Linked DNA regions of Mus musculus: region 1 is linked to region 2. A link is a contact called in public HiChIP or PLAC-seq data. All regions are on one chromosome and are shown on one strand. The core of a region is the stretch at or near the end of the contact, and the rest is flanking DNA. Distances in the headings are between cores, read along the strand shown.

Region 1 (7,295 bases), core at 2,771-5,270, 200 kb before region 2:
AGAACTTTGTAGGTCAACATGTGAGCTGTTCCATAGATAGATAGATAGATAGATAGATAGATAGATAGATAGATAGATAGATGATAGATAGAGATAGATATGCATATAATATATAGTGTTAACAAGTTGAGAAGTTGGAGCTGGAGAAAGAACTCTTACCGTTCTTGCAAGAGGCCCTGGATTCAGTTCTCAGCATGCACATGGTGGCTCACAACCATTTGTGACTCTAACTGCAGGGAATCAGATATCCACTCTGGCCTCTGTTGGCACTGTATGCATATGATGCACACACATATTCTCAGGAATATGTATACACCTAAAATAAATGTCAGAAAGAAACTTAAGAGAAATTTTTGAGAAATTCTCAAAAAAAAATTTTAAGAGAAATTTTTGAGAAATTCTCAAAAAGATTTTTAAGAGAAATTTTTGAGAAATTGTCTCAAAAAGAAAGTCTATTAGCAATCACAGGAACATGCCACAAAACTAAAAATAGAGTAACAAAAACATATTATTTGACTAGAATTACCAAAATATTTTAAATATTTGTTATTGTTGCTGTTGGTTTATTTTTGAAGATCTTATGTAACCCAGAGAAGCCTCAAACTTACTAGGTAGCCAAGAATGACTATACAATTAGTTTTATGGTATGTGGATTATATTTTACTAAAGTTATTAGAATTTCAACTGTTAAATGTATCGATTATCACTAAATTAACAGAAAGTGAAAACACATATATAAAGTATGTGATCACCTTATATATGAATAAAAAGTATTTAACAACTTTTATTCCTGACCCAAAATCTCACCAAAAAGTCCATTGAGCATGCAGCCTCAGCAGACGTACTGGTACATGCCTGTCTTCCCAAGATTTGGGAGATGGAGGCAGGAGAATCAGGAATACAAGTTCATTGCCAGCTACACAGGAAGGAGATCAAGCTGGGCACCATGACACCTTGTCTAAATAAAAATGGAAGAAGGAATGAAAAAAAACATCTACGCTAAGAAATTATATAACACACACACACACACATCCATTTTCTGCTTCTTTCCTCAGGGTGTCCAGATACTGTTGTACACTAGGTGGAGAAGGATAGAGCGAAGTCCAGAACTAGTGGGTCCACAGGATCTCAGTACGGCATTGAACACCAGGGTTGGTGGTCTTCTCTGAAGGTTTTAGTATTATAACTCTTCAGTGTTACAGCTCTCTTAGATGATACTCAACGTAACAGCTTATGTGCATACACCTTACTCAGGGTGAATCAAGGGCTAAATATATGAAACTTGGAAGCGGGAAGGGGTTCTTCTTGGGGTGCGGTTTCTCAAGATTTGAAAAACAAAAAGGTCCCTTTTGCAATACAATGATGTCCATATTCCTACAAGCTAGGGACAACAGAGATTTGCCCTGTCTGAAACAATACAAAGTTAAAAACCTGAAACGAAGGTTCTCAAGATAAGAGGTGTGGGAACAAGAAGAGCTTCCCAAGACAGGAATGGAAAACAATGGAGCTGACCTTTCCACCCAACTCATCTTCCTGCCCTGAGGAACACTCTGCCCGTGCTGGGAAGGGGGGATCCAGATGTCACAACAGCCCTTACTTTATTCTGCACAGTGTCAGCAGGGTGTGTTCATTTTGTTTACTTGATGTTTGTTTTTCATTTTTGAGAGAGGGTCTCAGATAGCCCAGGCTGGCCTTGAAGTTGAGAAAGGGTGAACTTGAGCCCCTGTTCCTTTTGCCTTATCTCCTCAAATGCTAGGACTACAAGCTTTTGTCACAGTGCCCAATGCACTCCACACACCACACACACACACACACACACACACACACACACACACACACACACAATCTCTGTGTCCTTATCTTTAAAGAGGTTTTCCTGCATAAAATACTTGGTTGGCCCCAAGGTTCATGTTTTCATACATTGATGACTACCTTACTATTTCAAATAAAACCATTTGCTAGACCACCTAAGGACAGAATAAATCCAAGCTTTTGTTTTACCTTCATTTATTTCTTTTGTACACACTGCTGACTATTATCATTTTTCTTCTCGATAAAGAAATTGTCTTACTGTATTTGTTGAGGTTTGGTCTTTTGCTATCTATTATAATGCTAAGTGCAGGTCCCCAAGACCTGGTTATCCCAAAAACTTACTTATACCTTGGTTCCAAGTTGTTTCTGATTGGTAAATAAAGATGCTAACAGCCAATCGCTGGGCAGAAGACAGAGGTGGGATTTAGGTTTCATGGGCTTGGAGAGAGGACTTTGAGGAGGAAGAAGAGTGCAGGAAAAGGAAGGAGAAGCCACCATGGGTTAGGAGTCAAGAGAATATGGCTCTGAGGGCTGCCCAATTGGAGTTAAGAAAAGCCCAAATGAAGCATAGTAAGTAGTAAGAAATAATGCAGAGTCATCGATAGGAAAGTAGACTCTAACTGGGCAGTGGTGGCACACAACTTTAATCCCAGCACTTGGGAGGCAAAGGCAGGCTAACTTCTGAGTTCGAGGCCAGCCTGGTCTACAAAATGAGTTCCAGGACAGTCAGGGCTATACAGAGAAACCGTGTCAGCGTAGATGGTAGGTATCTACCAACCCTTGTATTGTTTAAGGCTTATTGTAAATGTAAATGGTGTGTGTGTGTGTGTGTCTTTCATCTGGGAACTAACTGGTCTAAGGCAGGGTAGAAGCACCAGGGTGGGATTAAATAATCTCAACACCACCATATCTAGCCAGAAAATGGGCCAGTCACAAATGCTATTATAATCTGGGGGGTATAGAATTCTATTTTGCAGTATATAGAATTGTAGACTATTTTCTTTCTGAAAATTCTACTTTTCTTGCTTGCATGGTTTCTTCGGAAAAGCTAGGTATCATCTCTCTGTTTGTCTCCAGTAAAATATTTTACATTCTTCTTCTTCTTCTTCTTCTTCTTCTTCTTCTTCTTCTTCTTCTTCTTCTTCTTCTTCTTCTTCTTCTTCTTCTCTCTCTCTCTCTCTCTCTCTCTCTCTCTCTCTCTCTCTCTCACATACACACACACACACACGGGGGGTGGGGAGGGAGGAGAGAGAGAGGAAGATCTTTGATTTGCCATAGTCCTAAACCTAACAACTTGGGAGTGGTGAGTTAGCTAGGATTCCCAGTAGGGAATTTTAGCCAGTAAACCTTAGGGCTGGAAGGGCAGAGAAATGGATTGTGGGGTAGAACTTTGGTCATGGCTAGAGTTGCCTTCTGGGAAGTGGGACTCTTAGGGTCATCTGTTTCTGGGAAAACAGCTGAATGGACCATCTCTAGCTACTCCTCCCATTCCCCACATTCAGTGGCCTCCTTATCTACTGTTGTCTGCTCATAATCAGCAGCAGGTGACAGGGAAGCCAGCCAGGGAACTGGGAGAGAAGGATGGGCCAGGGTGGTGCTTGCTATAGCAGAAAATGCTCAGGCAATATCTGAGGAAGAATGGGAAGTGACCACCCACTCCTCAGGACCCATTTTGCAATCAGACTGTAGAGTGGAAGGTTTGAAGAACCAAGCCTTTGTCTTAGTTTGACTTTCTCTGAATAGGGCAAATTGTGGTCAGACCACTTTACTTCCAAACATTTCCCTGGACATTTTTTAAAATGAAGAAAATATGGCAAGCACATGGCACACAATCTAGACCAGGTTGACACCAATGATCCATGCCTCTAACCCTGGCGGAGAAGGATTGCACATGGGAGAACCCATGAAGTGACTCGCCAGTGAAAGGAGTTGAAGCATCTGTCTGATGGTTCCTCTTTGTAAATCCAAATACTACAGAGGAGCTGGCAGAAACGCAGCCAAAGGCATCTATCTCTAAGTTATCGCTAAGCAAATAATCAGCCAGAGAAGGCAAACATTCATTTTTCCGGCCATTCTGGGGTGTGAGCCTAATTCTTCCCCTTCAGCATATTTATGCCGCATCTTGCCCTCCTTCTGCGTGCCCCTCCCCTTCTCCTATCCTTGTAGAACTCCACCCTTCCTCACAAGTTGCTCTTGCTTTATAGTCATTGTTGATGTGCTCTGCCCTCTGCCTGGAATCATTACATCAGTCTGTTGTTATTGATCTTGTTGCTAAGGCCTGTGAATCTGCTCACGTTCCACCTCGGGAGTGGCGGGAAGAAAAAACATGTCCTTAAGATTTTTCCCACAAACCAGATGTTTTCTTCCACCCTTACATCTTCAAAATAGTTTCTCGGAAGAAAGATTAGCAAGAACACAGAAGGCTAGATCTTGTTTTCTCAGCATACCATGCGTCCACACCCAAATATCTGGCAATTCCGGCTTGTGAGCAATCCTGATTTCAGGACTCAGTTTTTAAAGCAACAGGTATCGTTTCCCCACAACTTGCTTCATAAATAAATAGTGGTGTGCCTTCTTCTCAGGGATTCCTTTTCAATTGCTGCTGGGAACAGAGAAGCAGCACCATAGAGGACGTCTTCATTCAACACCCCACACACCCCTAAGATACGTTTATTAATTTATCAAGGGCTACTGCTTTGAGAATTTGGCTAGGACCTATCTGAGGCAGGCAGTTGGGCTTAGTGAGGATTTCTTTTCAGGACATACAGCATGTTCTATCCTGCCTAGCCACTCAGGAGAGAGCTCCATGCCTATCCCAGCTGGTATTTCCGGGGACTAGACAGAGGCTGAGTGAAGTGGTCACCAACTTCAGAAGTCATGGAACCTGCTTGCAGCCATTTGCTGTTGCTATAGCCATTCTCTCTTGGTCAGGGCCAAGTTTGTTCCCCACAACCTGCCCAGGGAATGCTTGGCCAAGTCTCTGTGTACTTTTGGTTTGTACAACTGCTGTGGGTGCTATTGGCCTCCGAAGGGTTGCACCCAGGAATGTTTCTGAGTTTTTACATTGCATAGGAAACTCTCCACAACAAAGAGTTCTGTGCCTCAAAAATGCCAATAGAAACTCCCCCAATGGCTGAGGCAGACTTGAAGACAGTAACAGATCATAATCCTATAAATTCATTCATTTATTTCTTCATGAATTCACTGTGTGTGTCTGTGCATCTATGAGTCTGCATGCCCATGCCTATAGCTGTACACACACACATGAGCACATATGGAAGTCAGAGTCTAGTCTCTTAGCCCACCACTGTCAACCTCATTCCCCTACAGGGTCTCTCACTGAACTCGGAGCTTGCCTTCTGGGCTAGACTATGTGGCCAATGAGCTTCTAGGATGTGCCTGCGTCTGCCTCTCAGAATGCTGGGTCACAAGCACAATTGGCCATACTTGGCTTTTACATGGGTTCTGGGGACTTGAACTCAGGTCTTCCTGCTTACGCAGGTACCCTTACCCACTGAGCCATCTCCCCAGCCCCTTCCACAGCAATCTCTAACCCATAAAATACCCCATAAACATGCCAACAGGTCCATCTGAAAGAGGCAATTGTTCAACTGAGGTTCTCTTCCCAGGTGACGAGTCTGTGTGAACCTGATAAAACATTTAACATCAGACCAATGCAATAGAAAAGACAATGAAGCATTTGGAAGGTTGCTTTAGAAAGATAAACTGAACTACTAGACTGGTCATGATTAGATGAAAACAGTAATGATGTAAAAACATATTGATAAAAACAAGAAACTAAAAAGAAAATACTACAGACCCCAAAGATGGTAGAAGGAATCCCCAGGGAACAAGCTTGTGTCAACAAATTACATGAACTAATTTTAAATTGCAGTTTAACACAAAAAATAACACAAAATGCTACAGGAAAACATGAAGACCCCTAAAGCTGAATTTGAATTTGCCAACCAAATAACTTCCCACAACCAAGTGTGGCTCTATAATCCGGTACTCAGAGGGCTGAGCCAGGAAGATTCTATCTGCTTACCACACTCTGCAGTGCTGGGCCAGACCATGAAATCTATGCTGTAGACCTTGGTGTTAGTCCTGTTGATGCTGTTCACATGATTGGCTGGTCTTCCCCCATGTTTCTCCCTCTGTTTTTCTTCTTTCCATTATTGCCCAGTCTAGAAGGATGTTATTTTTAAAAATGTACTGAGACTATATTTAAAATCAATTTTCAAAATCTCTGAGCTGAACTCTAGAACACATTTCTAAAGCCTTGAACTTTGAAGGAATAGAAGCAGCCACCATTGGAAGGACAGGGAGACGACCCTGTACCTGGAGCCACCTCCTCAACATTCAGCCAGCCATGCAGATTAAGCTGTTCAGTAGGGGGAATGTTTGTCTATTTTCCTTGAAGGAAAGCTCTCTTAGCAAGATGCAGAGGCAGGAGAATGTGGAGACTAGTTGGAGTTATTAGAGGCATTGAGCATCATTGAGCAAGTGGACCAGTGTTACTGAATAGCTAATAGAATTTTAAAACAGAAATACCTCTTTTTCTGTTTGTTTTTTTTTTTTTTTTTTTTTTTTTTTAGAAATCTGCTTTCCTATTCCTTTATTTGTCCTGGTGTTCTTTTTACCATCTTCAGATGTGGCCTCTGGCCTTACATTTTCCACCTTCTCCAGTGGACCAGAGAGAGAAATGATCTGGTGTCTGCAACAAGATAGTTTCAGCTTCCCCTCTATTCTCATATTAACTCTAATCTGTCTTGATTTTTCTCCATCTTGGAGATGCTTGACTTAGATGATTAACTACAAATCATAACACCATTGTCGTTCCCCTTTCTATACTGCAATAGGCATCTTGCTGTTTAATTGGCTAGAGCTTCAAAACCCACAAAAGATGAGCAAGTTTCCCAGTCAGACATTTCTGGGCAGTTCTTACATTCCTGACTGCTGAATGAGACAGAGACGAGTAACAGAGCCATGGGTGACCAGGTCTGTTCCACGTGGGAAGCCCAACCAAAGAGGTGAAAAGAAGTAAGTATATGGGATTCAAAAGAGAGGAAATGACCTAGGCTTGCCAAGCTCAGAGATCTTTGCAGAGTCATCATCAGGGTTGGTAGCTTTCTGTTACTGTCACAAATACTTGACCTAATTGGCTGATCAATGTATAAAGCACAAATGGTTTGTTGTGGTGGTAGTGGTGATGATGGTGGTGGTAGTGTTTTGTTTTGTTTTATTTTGGTTTCAGAGATTCCAAGCTATCTACTGGCCCCATTGCTTTCATACCTTGACCAAGGGGAACATGTGTTAGAGTAAAATTAATTACTCAATGGCCTAGAAGCAACTCGCAGAGAAAGAGAGAGACTGGCTCCAATGGTTGCTTTGGAAGGGATGCCCATGATGAGCTAATGAATGCCCACCAAACCCCACTTCTTTGAGGCTCTACCAGCTCCCTAAGTGCTGAGCTAAAGGCA
Region 2 (6,852 bases), core at 1,196-3,695:
TGAGAACTCAGCCAGCACAGGAGTCTCTCTTATTTAGGGATAAGCAGGAAGAAACACTTAATGTGAGTTTCTGAGCCAAGCTGACCCCAGTGCCTGTCCATATCTACAATTCTCTTTGTCTAGTGAAGCCCAGAGGTCAACTCCGAGGCGTGCCTGGGAGGCTCTTATTTAGATATAGCCACATCCCAAAACTTCCTTCCGGCCTGAGTTGTTATTGTGACTCCCTTCACCTCCTCTTTGAAGTTTCTACATTGACAAATGGTATTCAGTCACTACACACACACACACACACACACACACACACACACACACTCACGGAGAGAGAGGGGAGGGAGAATTTTATGTGTAGGTTTTAAAAAAAAAGGTTACAGGAAACTGGAGAGGAAAGTGAAGCTTTGGTTTCTAACCTTAGACTAGGGGACTTCTAGAACCTTCTGCTGTCAACACCACATGTTAATTTCAATGTAAGTGCTTGCCTCAGACTAGAAGAAAGAGGTAGGTATGAGCAAGAAAAGGACCTTTTCTGTGAGTAGCTGGGAGTTATAAACTTTTCAGTAACAAATGAACGCTTCACGCAGATGATTTAAATGAACTGGAGACACAGCTAAGAAGTCATACAGGTAACAGTTTAGAAAGTCTGAATTGTATTTTCTTATATGTGGAAAGAAATATTCACATTGGACCAAAGTGAAGTCTCTCCAAATTCTTCTAGTGTATAACGGGGTATTAAAAATAACATTTATAGGATAGGGGGCTGCTGATTTTGTTCTGTGAAATATTACCAGATAGTAAATGCTTTTGGCTTTATGAGGCAGAACTGATCTTTATGGTAGGAAGGTCCCTATTAAGAGAATCCACAGAGGGCTTCTCTCTCCCTCCCCCCACCCCTCTGTTCAACAACAACTGAAAGTTGTGGTGGGCGGGTGGGGGAGAAGAGGCCATTTTGATTGTAAGACCATACAAAAACTGTCTAAATCGGCCTGCTTTAGATAAGGATCTATCCATCTGACAGCACAAACATAGAAAATCATGACAGTGGTCCAGCCTATGCCAATTGCTAGCATATCTCAGTGGTACTAGATGGCCTGGCCATTGCCCCAGGAGCTCTCGTTGTCCTGAAAGGAGCGTACAGTCACTTAGCCAAACCAGTTTATGACAAGGTGCTTTGTGTAGATATGACTGAGGAGAGCTAGGACAAGTGAGCCTTCCCATGCAAACATGGTCACAGGTAGTAGGGATACGGGCTATGATGTCTGTGGCTCCTGAGTAGTGTTTCATCTCTCTTTAATTTTGTGTATTTAATTGTCATGGCCGCCACTCCCTCTGCCACTCATACCCTGGCTTAGCTGGTCCCGTCATGCTTTAACCTCCTAAGATAAAGAGAGTCCACTTCTTATTATCCAAGGTTTTAGGGCTCAGTAGTCACGATCATACTATTGTTGCAGCTGACCTGAGTTCAGGTCCCAGCACCCATATGGGGTTGCTCAGAACTACTCTATAACTCCAGCTCCAAGTCGTCTGACACCCTCTTTGGTCTCTGAGGGGTCACCTACACACACACACACACACACACACACACACACACACACACACACACACACACGCACGCACACGCATACACGCATGCTCTTGCACCTAATTGAAAATAAAAATTAAATAAATCTTACAAATAAAAATTTGTGTTTTGAAGGCCCCACCACCAAACTGCCTGCCTTTTGCACTTTGTTAAATATTTATTTTGTATGTATGAGTGTTTTGCTTACATGAAAATATGTGCACTGCATTTGTGTTTGGTGCCTGTGAAGGTCAGAGGAGGGTGCCAGATTCCCTGAACTTAGAGTTAGGGACAGTTGTATGTGGATACTGGGAACCAAACCCAGGTCCTTTGCAAGAACAGCAAATGCTCTTAATCACCAGCCCTCTTTTTCCTGTTTTTAAAGTGTGTTCATGTATCTTTTCAGAAGACTCTGCGTTCCCCATGTGGTTCCTGAAATTCTGAGGTTCAGATTCCTTTAGTTTTAAGTGGCATCAGACAGAACTCCTGCCTTGGAGTTTGGTCAGTGGGTTCAACAAACATTTTGCCCAAAAGACAGTGAGTCAGAACACCCCATGTCTGTGTGCCCCCCTTCCCTTCATTTCATACAGTGTCACTTTAAGTGGCTGGATCAAATGCCAGTTAGGATCACATTCCCTCTAAGGCTCCTCAGCCATCTTCCCAGCTGACTGGCTTGAATTCTCATCACTCACTCCTGACCCAGGAACTGAAGTGGCTGAGTATTGTCTCAGCTCCTGTACCCTCCACGTTTCTATAAGCATCCTCACTCATACATTGTAGCATACACCTGACTCCCTTCTGGAATGACACATCGCTCAGCATTTATGGGCATGCCCCAACTGCCCTACTCGGTAGCTTAAAGACAGCACAGTACAGCAGCATGCCTAATGCCTAGAGCAGACAATCAGGAATGCCACAAATAGAGTGTCAGAGACTCAGGCATGCTCTCTAATGAGTACCTCATGGGCAGATGAACAACACACAACTAGAGTTCTGGCATTCGCGTGGATGTCGTCAATGACCCCTCTGCACATTATAGACTAAGAACCATGTCCTTTTCTCCAAGAGAACTAGAAACAAATGATCAAGGCTCTGATAGGTGAACCAAAGCTGTGCATAAGACATTAGGTCCCTGTGTGTTGTGTCCATTGTCGGCAACCATAGGCGATGCAAAGAGAGGGATGTTGAGTGGACATAAGGTGACTGCTCCCCCTGCTTCTCAGGCCCAGAGCTGGTGTTTCAAGGTAGTCTGTGTGGGAGTCAAAATCAGAGTGAATTGGAAGTTGGGATCAATAGGAACAACAGGATTGTGGCAGTCTCTAGAGCAGTGGCTCTCACCCTTCCTCACGCTGTGACCCTTTAATACAGTTCCCCATGCTGTGGTGACCCCAACCATAACACTATTGTCATTGCTACCTCATGACTGTGTTTTTGCAACTGTTATGAATCATAATGTAAATATCAGTGTTTCCTAATGGTCTTAGGCAAGGAAGCCTTTGACCCTCAAAGTTCATGACCCGCAGGTTGAGAACCAGTGATCTACAGTTTTACCAGGTACTATTATGGACTGGCTGCTTTTGTATTCCTGTGACCAAATGGTTTGCCCAGAATCAGATTAAGGAAGGAAGAGAGTATTCCGGCTTGCAGTGTTTAGAGGCACCATCTGTCACAGTAGTGAAGGCTGGCTGGCACAACCTGATCGTACTGTATCCACAGGAAGTGGGGTGGTCACTGAAAATCAGCTTATATACCTTAAGACCTGCCCTATACGACCCACTGTCTCTAGGGAGTAAGGATCCACTTGGTGAAAGTTTTATAACCTTCCAAAACAAAATCAGCAGCTGGGAGCCAAGTTTTCAAACACATGAGCCTATAGAGATAAGGATGGGGGTGGGGCAGGGAGCATTGAACCATATCTCTATAGAAGCAACCATTCACAAGCAACAGTTACGTATGTCTTTCTACCTCTATCCCCAGTGCCTCACTCAGCCTTAGGCATTGTCTAGTATGTTGTGTCACTCAGCCCTGATTGTACTGACATGCAAACACGGAAAGGCATAGAAGCCGCAAAAGACATCGTACTAAGTTTCCCCAGCTTTTCTTAGAGAGTGGCATTTGAGCTGAAATTTAAAGAATAGGAGGTATTTGAGTGGAATGATCTCAGACAGGGACTGTCTTTGCTCATTCCCATATTCTCACCTGCTCCTGTTCCTGCTCTGTTCCACATCCAGGTCACCCGGAAATAACAGCTCTGTGCCTGGGTGGTATGGAGCGGCATGGAAAAGAAGGTGTCTTGGAAGCCTTGCTTCTTTATGTCAACTGTGTGAGTGTGTGTGTGTGTGTGTGTGTGTGTGTGTGTGTGTACATGTACGCACATATATATATGTGTGTATGTCTGCAGGTACACAAGTGTGCAAGTGTGTGCATGCAGACACTAGTGGGTTTCTTAGGAATGGTATGTACTCTTTCAGGAGCAAGGTCTCTCACTTGACCCGAGACTCACTGATTTAGCTAGACTGACTGACAAGTGAGCCTTAGAAACCTGCCTGCCTCCATTTCTCCCAAGCTGGGATCACAAGTGTGTGCACATTTACATTTGGAGGTTTAGCACGGGTCCACAGAGCAGGTGCTTTACCAGCTGAGCCCTCTACCCATCTCTGTCCTTCCTGTATGTGAATCCTCACGAGGAAGAGATTTGGAGCTAGTATCTAACAATGCCTTATGCATTAGGTTTTGGTTTATATGGTATCCTCGATCATCTCTGACTCAGCTACACACTGGGAGGGGCATGGACAGTGTGGCAGGGTGTAGAATCATCAGCTAGAATCCCTACCTAGTATCCGCGGACCCAGTTTAGATGCTACCGTGCATAAAGAATTGATTATGGACTTGCTTCCCGGTAGGGGTGATGCACACCTCCAGAGCCTAATGCCTTCTCTCCTTTGTCTTCTCTCCACATCAGAATACACCACCAGCAGTCCCGACCTGTTGTTGGTCATTATCCAAGTGACGGGTGTCAGCCTCCTGCCTCCGCTGGGGATTGCCATAGCTGTCATCATCATCTTCTACTGCTACCGTGTCCACCGGCAGCAGAAGCTGAGCCCGTCCTGGGAGAGCAGCAAGCCCCGGAAACTGATGGATTTCAGTGACAATTGTGCCATCATCCTGGAGGACGACCGCTCCGACATCAGCTCCACGTGCGCCAACAACATCAACCACAACACGGAGCTGCTGCCCATCGAGCTGGACACGCTGGTGGGGAAGGGCCGCTTCGCCGAGGTCTACAAGGCCAAGCTGAAGCAGAACACCTCAGAGCAGTTTGAGACCGTGGCTGTCAAGATCTTCCCCTACGAGGAGTACTCCTCGTGGAAAACAGAGAAGGACATCTTCTCCGATATCAACCTGAAGCATGAGAACATCCTGCAGTTCCTGACGGCCGAGGAGCGGAAGACAGAGCTGGGCAAGCAGTACTGGCTGATCACGGCGTTCCACGCGAAGGGCAACCTGCAGGAGTACCTCACGAGGCATGTCATCAGCTGGGAGGACCTGAGGAAGCTGGGCAGCTCCCTGGCCCGGGGCATCGCTCATCTCCACAGTGACCACACTCCTTGTGGGAGGCCCAAGATGCCCATTGTTCACAGGGACCTCAAGAGCTCTAACATCCTAGTGAAGAACGACTTGACCTGTTGCCTGTGTGACTTCGGGCTGTCCTTGCGCCTGGACCCTACTCTGTCTGTGGATGACCTGGCCAACAGCGGGCAGGTAAGTGGAGGCTGGTGCTCTGTCCTCAGACTTCATGCCTGGCTTCATTTCTGCCCCATCTTTTATTTTCTTTTTATAATTTTTCATTTAGAGAGGGGTGTGTGTGTATGTGTGTGTGTGTGTGTGTGTGTGTGTGTTAAAAGTGTGTGTGTGTTAAAAGTGTGTGTGGGTGCACTTTCCCAAGCATGCATGTGTAGAGGCCAGAGGTTAACATCAGCTGTCTTTCTTCATTGTTTTCGACCTTATTTTTCGAGGCAGTCTCTTACTGAACCCAGAACTCACTAATTTGTTAGATTGCTGGGCCAGTCAACTCTAGAGTCCTGGTCCCCCAACCCCACTGCAGCCAGTGTGCCTGGCTTTTACATGGGTTGGGGAGCTCTGAACTCAGGTTCTAAGGCTTCTGCAGCAAGCTGGCTCCCTGCCTGCCCCTCATGTAACATACTCCCTAGTTAGTATACTATATATAAATCACCAAAGCAATGGGTTTCATAATGACATTTCCATCTATGCAGATAAGGAACTTTAAACAATGCCTTGGATAAATATCTTCCTATTATTCCTTCCTTCCCCCTCCCAAATCACTAGTAAGCCCCTCCCTACTGGCTTTACTTTCATTTCCTTCCTTCCTTTAAATTCCACACGGGATAGAAAACAATACTCTTTCTGAGCCTGGCTTGTTTCACTTAACAGGGTGATTCAGGTTCATTCATTTTTCCCGTAGATACCATCTTCCCATTCTTCTTTACAGGTGAACAAAACTCTACTGTAAATGTAAGTCACACTTTCTTTATCCAGCCAATTTTGGGGGGACCCAGGCTGACCATGTAACTTGGCTATTTTCACCTCCCCTCTGGCCCACACCCCAGGTCTCTTGTCTCAGGGAGCTCTCTCTGTTATGAGATTTATCTAAGGAATCTAGCGGATTAAGATGTCAATCCAAGACGTAGCCAACACTCTCTTGACCAGGTACCTTTCATTAATAGATGACATTTTGCTTCTTCAAATCCCTTCCAGCCTGAGTCAGCTGACTGCAGGTCCTCACTCCCCTTCCATTTGCAAATGGTTTTCTTTCTTTCGGGAACTATTAACATCTTAGCTCTACTCTTTCCTCTCATATAGCTTAACTAGCTACTATCTGCTGTCTATTCTTAGTAGTTATATTGGTTTCTAGATTCTAGAAGGAGACCTTAAAGTCCACAACCACACCCAATACACCCAGCATAATGCCTCAGCACAGTGGAAGTTACCAATGAGTATTGGTTGAAGAAGAGACTAGCTCCATTTCTCTCTCTCTCTCTCTCTCTCTCTCTCTCTCTCTCTCTCTCTCTCTCTGTGTGTGTGTGTGTTTGTGTGTGTGTGTGTGTATGTGTGTCTACCTACATGTGTAATTGTGTGAAGGCCAGAGGGACATTCTTCAGCGTCTACTCACCTTCTGCAGTGAGACAAGGCTGCCAACTGAAACGGGAGCTCACCAATCGGCTAGGCTGTATGGACAGCCAGCCCCAGGGATCTTCCTGTGTCTGTCCCTTCCACAC

What was found. HiChIP or PLAC-seq counts read pairs in DNA pulled down with a chosen protein or histone mark.
Region 1: a contact with region 2 is called in an HNF4G HiChIP or PLAC-seq map of pancreatic cancer cells. The contact joins two enhancer-like sites. A contact is called at or near these places in 1 of 15 datasets of contacts at CTCF or cohesin (CD8 T cells), 1 of 484 Hi-C or Micro-C datasets (bone marrow-derived macrophages) and 5 of 115 datasets of contacts at active chromatin or transcription factors (embryonic stem cells, fibro-adipogenic progenitors, pancreatic cancer cells and 1 more).

The regions. Positions count from the first base shown.
Region 1 is chr9:116,311,031-116,318,325 of GRCm38.p6, reverse strand. No RefSeq gene overlaps it. Among named protein-coding and RNA genes, the nearest start is that of D730003K21Rik, 13 kb to the left of the region's middle. Within about 2 kb of position 4,020, at least 45 of the 459 cell types and tissues checked have an H3K27ac peak or open chromatin away from gene starts, as enhancers often do. A contact at or near this core is called in pancreatic cancer cells, where this site is marked.
Region 2 is chr9:116,107,969-116,114,820 of GRCm38.p6, reverse strand. Tgfbr2 (transforming growth factor, beta receptor II) reads left to right here. Exons shown (of 8, transcript NM_009371.3): 5 at 4,518-5,317. Among named protein-coding and RNA genes, the nearest start is that of Gm31292, 34 kb to the left of the region's middle. Within about 2 kb of position 2,445, at least 11 of the 459 cell types and tissues checked have an H3K27ac peak or open chromatin away from gene starts, as enhancers often do. A contact at or near this core is called in pancreatic cancer cells, where this site is marked.